Regions from separate parts of the Cricetulus griseus genome. Here region 2 is linked to region 1. A link is a contact called in public Hi-C data. All regions are on one chromosome and are shown on one strand. The core of a region is the stretch at or near the end of the contact, and the rest is flanking DNA. Distances in the headings are between cores, read along the strand shown.

Region 1 (4,369 bases), core at 521-3,020:
TTATATCCTATAGTTCCACTCAAGGTTTTCCTCTTTCCCTTTCTTTTTGTGCTGAACATGGAAGCCAGGATGTGAAACCTGCTAGGTAGGTGGTGCTCTACCCCTGAGCTACCTACCTACCCAGCCCTTTTACCTTCATTGTTTAGGACAGTGAGAGCTGAGCCCAGGAAGCCTTGCTGAGAGTAGCTGCTTATTTAGAGTAGTTGGCACCATCACTGTGTGGAGATGCAGGGATACAGAATTTAGGAAATGCTTCTCTGGGGAAATTTGATTTTCTCATTACTTCCTTCATCTAAAAGCCTTCCTTGCTGGTGACAGGTGGCGAGTGCTGGTAAACTTGTCTCCTGGGAGGATAAATTCCCCACTGAAAGCCCTGGTCTGGTAGAGTAGTCTCCCTAACTGAGATGGGAAGGACCTCACTGGTGCAGTCTGTCTCTGATTGCTCTAGCCACAGACAGGCCAGACTTGGGTCCTCCCAGCGTGGTGTGCTGGAGTAGGCTGTAGGTGTTTCCTCATCAGAGAGACAGGGATCTGGTGCCTTTCTTACGGGTGTGATCTGAATGTGTTTTCTTACAGGCCCTGAGGACCCGCCATTAGGAGATATAGGGGGTGGGGCACAGGTGAGTTATTAAGGATAAATGGGCTTGTGAGAGTAGAGACCCTGTTGGCAGTACTGACTAGGGAAAGAGACTAAAGCTGGCTTTGCCACAGTCAAATGAGGAGACCATGAGAAGACAGTTCCTAACTAGTTCCTTGATCTTGGGCTTTCTGCTCTCCAAACTATATAAAATAAATAGTTTAAACTACTCTGTGTGGTGCTTTTATTACAGCAGCCCAAAGTGTCTATACCACAGGGCAAGCCACATTTAACTTTGATGGAGACTGATGGATAGGGTACAGTGATTGCAATTTCCTTGGGAACCATGTGCTGTGGAGCCCAGTCTCCATCTTCCTTCATTTGACTCAGTGGCCACCACTGCGTTCCCACAGGATTGGTCTTCCCGAGCCTTCATCCTCAGCCAGATGCCCTCCAGTGGGATTCCATTCTCAGATCTGTGTTTTTCTGGCAAGCATGTGTCATCTTGATGTGCAGCTCCACCTCCTGCAAGGCTTTGTTCCCTGTGAATAGGGCATGAAAGCAACATAGCACAGCGGGTTCCAGTTCCAGCTCTATCACCAGCCACTGGGGTCACTCATCTCCTCTTGCTTTGCGCATGACTCATGTGACATAAATAAAATGCTGTGTATGGGTAATTGCCCGGTGAAGGAAGCTAAGCTAGCTTTCATAACTGGCGATTGGAGTGAAAGAGCAATGGGTCTCAGCAGAAAGAGGAAATGTAGGTAAAGCAGAAAGTGCCCAGTGATGTCTTGCCTTGTTAACATGCCCCATATGTTCTCAATGGAAAAGAGAGGTCAGTATTCAGGAAGATTGTGGTGGCCGCATCCTCCACAGTGATCCCTATTTGGTCACTAAGCAATAGAGTGAAGTCAAGCAGACAGTAGTAGCTTGGTGTTTGGAACCGTGTGTAGGAGACAGTCATGGTGGTGTTCCTTAATGCAGGCAAAGGATCATGTCAGTACTTGAGTGGATGCCTTTGTGTCATTTTGAACATCACTTATACTGCTCATGGAAGCCACTCACAAACATACAGTGTCTGGATGACACAGCCATTATTTTTTCTGTGATTGAAACAGATTGGTGTTTATTTGGATGGATACCAACCAGATGGGGTAGAGAGCTTGTGCATCATACCAGAAGCATGTAGCTTGTACATCGGAATCCTGTCATGTACAGGGTATGTGGGAGGAGAGCCTGACACTGTGGCCAGAGAATGAGACTGCCATAGTTGACCATGTGTCCTCTTTTTTTTTTTCTTCTTCTTTTTTTCCTTTATGGAGTAGATGCAGTAGGCTGCAGATGAGGTCATTGTGCCCTAGTTATGATTCCACCAAAATATTGGAGGGTGTTGTTTGACAATACAGCAAGGACTAGGGACACTGCTATTTTGGGCAGCACAGTGTTTCTCGGGGACTCTGGGTAAGCACTGGTATGCTGGAAGCTCCCATTTGTATCAATCAGAAAATGACTGTAGATCCTAAGCTCTTCAGTATAAATGCAATACGGGATTTCTTTTATTGAAGACATTTTGGTGCAGTTTATATTTTTTCAGTGATACAGTTTTTATTAGAGCCAAAAGTATACATTCTGAGTCATGAATGAATATGTATATGCTAGCATTTGCATGTGTGCATACAAAAGATTCTTGAGATAAATGGATATTTTAAAGGTAGCTGTGAAATGTGAGCAGGTATAACCTGTATTACGTGAACATGAATTTTTGTATACTGTCCCTACTTTTCTCTTACTGCCTTAATAGGAGAATTCTACCCAGGCTTTGTCCTGTCCAGGAGGACAGACCTGGGTTCGGGTCCCAAGTCCTTGTTATTGATAATGCTCTGTCTTTGCAAGGTCCTAGACTGACTTCTCTTGATAGTTGGTCTCTTCTGTAGAAATTGTGGAGGCTGTTGATGAAGAGCATCTCCTAGAACACACTGGAGAAAAGCTACTGATGTCACATGAAACTGGCTCTAACTTCTGAGACCCCATAATTTGCCCCCTCTGGCCTTTTTTTGCCTCTTACATGCCCTTTTTTATTTTTATATTTTAAGGTTTATTTATTTACTGTGTATACAGTGTTCTGTCTGCATGTATGCCTACAGGCCAGAAGAGGGCACCATATCTCATTACCGATGGTTGTGAGCCACCATATGGTTGCTGGGAATTGAACTCAGGACCTCTGGAAGTGCTCTTAACCGCTGAGCCATTTCTCCAGTCCTCTTTTTTATTTTTTAAACTTTCTATCTCTGACCAGGAGGATAGAGAAGGCAATGCTGTTGAAAGGCAGGGACTTCTAAAACTGAATTGCTATCTAGATTTTGGGTTGTAAATGTTGATGGCCATGGCTTTGGGATTAGTTGACCCAACCATACCTTCTGTAGAAAGGATCTTGCCAGATACTGAATTGGTTTGCATTTCCTGTAGCATGTGTTGTTCCCAGCCCAATGCCTTACACTTTTTTGTTCTTGTTCCTGTGGCCACTTTTATGGGAAGCAATGAAGAAGAAGCAGCGGCAACACAAGTAAGCAAGCTGGGAGGAGTGTGTGAGAAGCATTTCACAAGCAACAAGCTGAAAGAGTGCCCCAGAAGGGTCCCTGAGCCCCACATCAAGGAAACCAGTCCAGTTCCTGGGGATATTTATTGGTTTTTGGTTTTATAGTGCACACTCTTTTTTGTAAGATTTTTTTTTTAAATAAAACGTATGAGTGTGTGCACACATACACATATACACATACGAATGGGTACCTGAAGAGACCAGCAGAGGGCCTTGAATACCCTGGAGCTGGAGTTACATACAGACTTCCCTGAGCTGCCTGAAATCGTAACAGGGACCTGAACTCCTGTCTTTGAACTGCAGCAAGTTCTCTTAACTGCTGAGCCATCTAGCCTCACTCACCAGAGCAGCCCCAATTCTGTTTCTACACACTTTGTGGTGTTTTACTAGGCCATTTACTTCTGAAGAAGGGAAAACAAATTCTTACTTGTCTCCTAAAAGCTGTGAGCCACCTTGGTTGAGTTAACAGTGTTGGCCTTTAGATTTTCTGTGATGGACAGAGGTGAAAAACAAAGAGTCCCACGAATTTGCCCTGAAGCAAGGAAGAAACTTCTAGCAGATTGTTTAAGAGAATCACACTTTTACTTATGTTTTTGCCTCTTTTCATTATCTTTGTGGTTGACATCCCATTTCTTTCTTTCCCAGGAGATTCTCAGTCACTGTGTTTTTCTTTATATGGAGTGCCCCAAAGGTCCCTTTTGGCTCCAGCTTTCCTGGGGTCTAGCGACTGCTCCAGGACGCTTTTCATCACCAGAGGACACTGTGAGGTGAAGGTGACTCTCTGGCAGTGATGTTTATTTTTCCCGAACGGCCTTAGAGGCGCTCTGAGTTATTTGAGTCTGTCTTTCACTCAGTGGCTTCATGAGGTTTCATAAACATTTGTTTCATGTGGGTTTTCTGAATGTTAGCTGTGTGGGCTCTGGGCTAGGGACGAGGGAGACATAGAGGGAAATAAACACTTGGCCCGAAAGCTCTTGGGAACACCCAGTTTAGAGAGACTGACTGGTGATAGGGAAGACACAGAAGTGTCTGTAGAGTGTTGTGACCTCATGGGAAAGAGGGAGAGTTCTTGGTTGGAAGCAGGGGTGGTTCCCTGTGTGTGTGCTGTTGGAAGGGGTTCTTAGTAGATGAAGTCCATGGCAGACTAGAGCTCCTGGGGGTATCTAGCTGGCCATCGACCAGTCCCCTCAGTGGTC
Region 2 (4,369 bases), core at 937-3,436, 130 kb before region 1:
TAACTTTTCCAACATGTATCATTTTCACTCACAGGTTAAGACAGCCTTGATGTTCTCAGTACAACATTCTGTATATAATGGTCATCTTTTAAAGCAGGAGATCGGGTTTGCTTAATAACATGTATTTCAGATTATATAAACAGTCCAGGAAGAAGGGGAAACAGGGCCCTTCTGTGTAAAAATTTCAGATTGCTAGCTCTCTACCTGTGTAGAATGGTAAGCAACCCCAACCAGTGATGAGATTACTCCTTCAGTGCCCTTGACTTCTGAAACTATAAAACCAAACCCTTTTCAACCTGAAATAAAGATGGCACAAAAATTAGTATATTTCCCTTCTGGCTAGTTCTCTTTGCTACTTAAGTCAAGTTTGAGAGTAGTGAGGTAGAAATTTGTTTTCAAAGCTCTTTAAGCAATTTCATGAAAGTTTGGAAAGATAGCTGAGGATAGTAAAAGAGGAATGGGCAAAAAATTATGAATTTCTTCCATCACTTACCCATGTTGCCCACTACTGACAAGCCTGAAGCAGGAAACTGTATCTGTTTATTTCTTCAGGAGTTTCTTATCCATCTTAGGATTTCAAACAGGGCTGACTACTGAGTTTTTGCCTTTTCTTTGGGTTGGTGTCTTATTGTTGCCAGCTGACTTTGTTATCTGTGGTTGAAAGACTGGTCACTTTTACCCACTGTATTTCAAGAGAAGTTCATCAAATATGACCCTGGTTTTCAGCAACCTGGCCCTTCAGCTTGGAGAAGGCAGTCCATAACTTCCCAGCTTCCCATGTTACAGTTACTCTCTTACTCACTTTGAATATTCATGTCCTCCTTTGTGTGAGGAAAGGCTGAGATACTGTTGCTGCTTAAATATAAATACAGTGATAATCAGGCCTTTGAATGTACGAGTGAAAAATATTCAGCCCATTTCAGTCATCTTTTATTTATTATAGAGAGATGGAGTGGCCTTTTGCTTCCTGTCGCTTTTCACAGGAACTTTAAATATGAACACCATTCCTGCTGCTATCTTTATATTGGGAAGCTCTACGTGAGGTTGAAGTTTTTATAGGGAAACTTGTTTAAAACACAGTTGTCTTTAAAGGCGGGTTTGCCACAGCAAAGGTTAAGGGTTGCCAATAAAGCCATTTATAGCAACTTCTGTATTCTTCACTCTGCACACGGATGGGAGGCCTGTGCCCAATTCCTTTTGGAATTTCTACTTGATGCCTCTGCAAAGAAAGGGGGTCCAAGGGCTTTGGGGATAGAATGGGCTGAGCCCTCTACATGTAAAGTGGCTGCCTAGATAGATTCCTGAGAGGTTCTGGAGGACCCAGGTCTCCCAGATCCCGAGGCCATTCTTAGACTTTTGTTCTGTTGGGAATAACAAAACATTTTGGGAACTAGGGAGTTTAATTTACTGCCACCAGCTTACTTAATAATAGCATCTTTGTCTGTTCCCCCTCCACAACTCCTCCTCCTGACAAGAAAGCTATACGCTGGCCCCGACGGACTTAGCCCAGACCGCATCGCCAGCCACAGACTTCGAGGAGGCGGTGGACCCTCGTCCCTGGGCAGTCACTGATCTCCGAGCACCCCTAATTCACTTTTGCAAAAGAAAAAGGTGCAGTGGGCAGAGAGTGAGATGCACTGTCCATCTCTCTTCGCTGTTTTTGGAACCAGAAAGTGTGTTTGTTTGTGTATAGTTAAGCGAGGGGGAAGAAAAGCCAACAAAGCCACCCTAAGGCATCCGTGGAAACTTCAGCTTGGCTAATTGCTCCCATATGTTCTCCTCCGTTGCTTTTAGGGAGCAGTGTAGACCGAAGGCCGGGCCACTTTACTGATTTTAAAAGGGCTGAGAAATAAAAAGGTGTGTGTGTGAGGAGGGGGGCGACTAATCCCACTTCTGGTCCTGTCCCACAGGAGTCTAGGCGGAGCCCCCAAGGGAGCAACCTTCTCAAGGGAAGCTTGGCCTCCCGCAGGGAACATGCTGGGAGAGGAGGAGCGGAGGCGCCGGGCGGAAAGTTCGCGTGCCGCGCCCCAGCGGGTCGCAGAGCCCGGGCAGCTCCAGGCGGGAGGGGAGCGGGAGGCGCAGCCCCAGCGGGCGCGCACAAGGAAGGTGCCTTCCGGAACACGCGCAAGGGCGGGGACTGGCGCTGCCAATGAGGTCCCGGTGTGGGCCGAGCAAGGCGGGGGGACGGGCCCGAGAGCTGCCTCCGCGGTGGCAGCTGCGGGAGCTGGGCTCCGGAGCCGCAGGAGCCGCCGTCGCTGTCGAGCGCCCAGCCCGCCGCTCCCTGAAGCACGGCCCCCGGGGTGGGAACCGCGTCGGAAGCTGGAAACTTTCCTGGCAGGTAAACTCCATCTGCCCGGGCGCCGCTGCGGGCCTCCGGGCGTCCGCAGCCGGGTCAGTGGCCGGAGATGGCGGGGAGGAAGGGTCCCGGGGAGCAGCCCGGGAAACCAGAGAGAGGCTGGTGGGAAAGTTTCGGGACGCCTCCCTCCTCCGCCCGGCACAGCGGGAGCTTTCCGGGAATAGGCGCGGGCATGCCTGGCGCTCCCGGCCTCGGGCTAGGCGCTGCCGGGGAATCGGTGCAGGCCGTTTCCTGCGCACCGGGAGGAACGGGTTGCAGCAGAGCCGGGCCGGGGACACCGGGATCACGCGGCGCGCAGGACTTTCCCAGCCGCCCCTCGTCCTCCTCTTCCGTCCCTCGGCTAGACAGGCCCTGGGCTGCGCAGGGCACCTGGAGTGAGGGTTGGGGGGGGCGTGCGGGAGGGGCGCATGGCACAGCGGGGTCTGGAGTGTCGCTGTGCGCTGGTCGCGAAGTTGCCGGGCGAACTTCAGCGGGGGAAATCGTACCGCCCGCTGTGGGCTTGAAAGTGTGTGTTTCACTCCTGCAGGCTGCGACTCGCATCTGCACGCGAATTTCTTTCCTTGGTGGTGGCGGTGGTGGGGTGATGATTTGGTATTAGACCTTGAGGATTTTTCTTTTAGTGCCAGCTAAGTGGAGGGTCATGTCAAGTTTGCGAGAGTCCCCTTGTCCTTGAGCGAGGAGTGATTACTTCGGAGGCATTATGAGGATTCAGGTTCTTCCTGGAGGACTTTTGGGTGTGTGTGGGCCCCCCGGGCTCGGCGCGGTTCTTTCCGGAACGGCTGGCGGGGAAGGAAGCCCTGGGCATTGTGTAGCGTGTTTGCAGACAGCAAGATCTCTGGACTGGCGTTCCCAAAACTTACTTGACTTATTGTGTAAAGGCTCCGGGAGGAAATGCGGCCGTGGCCAGGTAGAAACGCGGCGCCGCGGCCGAGGGCGGAGGACGCCGGGCTGTGACAGTTTTCTCCAGGCTGCCTAGGCTCCTGCTTGGGAGCCCCAGATCCTGGTGCCTGGACTAGTGGGACTCGTCTCAATATTACAGTTTCCTGCGGAGTGAACTCAGGGAGGTGAGGAGGGTACCTTCATCTTGAACTTGACCCGGGAAGTAGCGTCCGGGCGGGTTAAAAGGTAAAGGCAAGCGGAGTCTCAACCTGGGAAGGAGCTCACATGCCGCTGGCTCCTGGTTCAAAATCTTTTAGGAAAGGGCTCAGGGCGGCCGAGGTCGCGAACTCTGGAAATGCCAGACTCATCAGACTGTCGAAGTTAGTGTGCTGGGGGAGGGAATGAGAAACCTGGTTGGCTGGCACAAGGAGTTGGTTTTTCTTTGTGGTGAAAAAGAAGGGAGCCCGCGTCTCTGCTTTCACCAGATCCGCTACTCCCTTTCACCCCACTCCCCCCTTCCTGGGTCATCCTTATCCTGCCAGGCTGGCACTCTTGGGATGGGGGAGGGAGGAAGAGAAGAAAGCAGTTGTGAGGCTTCTCTGCTCTGGGCAGCCCGGAGGTATTTCAGATCTGCGACTAGGAAGATTCCTGGATTTTAACAGCTGCTTCTTGATTGCTGGGAATGAAAGAATTTATGAGCGCCTGTGAGGTGCTCATTATGGTGGTGTTCTGAGTGTTTTGCTCATCTGGGCTACTTAAAGAGCTCACAGGGACTTCCCTACAATCTACAAAGTTTGTGTCAGCTGGAATGCTTGTGGGTGTCACTCAAAAAAGCATCATAAATAGAGCTCGGTGCTTTTACAATGAAAAGTATGCCTAGTAAAGCAAGTTTGGTGTCTGACATTACTGGAGACTTTTTTTTTTTTTTTTTTTTTTTTTTGGTTTTTCCAGACAGGATTTCTCTGTGGCTTTGGAGGCTGTCCTGGAACTAGCTCTTGTAGACCAGGCTGGCCTCGAACTCACAGAGATCCACCTGCCTCTGCCTCCTGAGTGCTGGGAGTAAAGGCTTGCACTACCACCGCCTGGCTTTTTACTGGAGACTCTTTGCTTAGAGATTTCTTACCTGCCAAGTCG

What was found. Hi-C and Micro-C count contacts between places; a contact is called where the count stands out from the background.
Region 2: a Hi-C map of the CHO-K1 cell line shows a contact between it and region 1, with 3 times the contacts expected there. The contact joins the promoter of Tanc1 here to the enhancer-like site in region 1. A contact is called at or near these places in 3 of 8 Hi-C or Micro-C datasets (the CHK-Q cell line and the CHO-K1 cell line).

Annotation. Positions count from the first base shown.
Region 1 is chr6:115,134,917-115,139,285 of CriGri-PICRH-1.0, reverse strand. The region is part of intron 3 of Tanc1 (protein TANC1); the gene reads left to right. Among named protein-coding and RNA genes, the nearest start is that of Tanc1, 130 kb to the left of the region's middle. Within about 2 kb of position 1,770, at least 2 of the 6 cell types and tissues checked have open chromatin away from gene starts, as enhancers often do. A contact at or near this core is called in the CHO-K1 cell line, where this site is marked.
Region 2 is chr6:115,261,201-115,265,569 of CriGri-PICRH-1.0, reverse strand. Tanc1 (protein TANC1) reads left to right here and starts at 2,186. Exons shown (of 26, transcript XM_027420370.2): 1 at 2,186-2,338.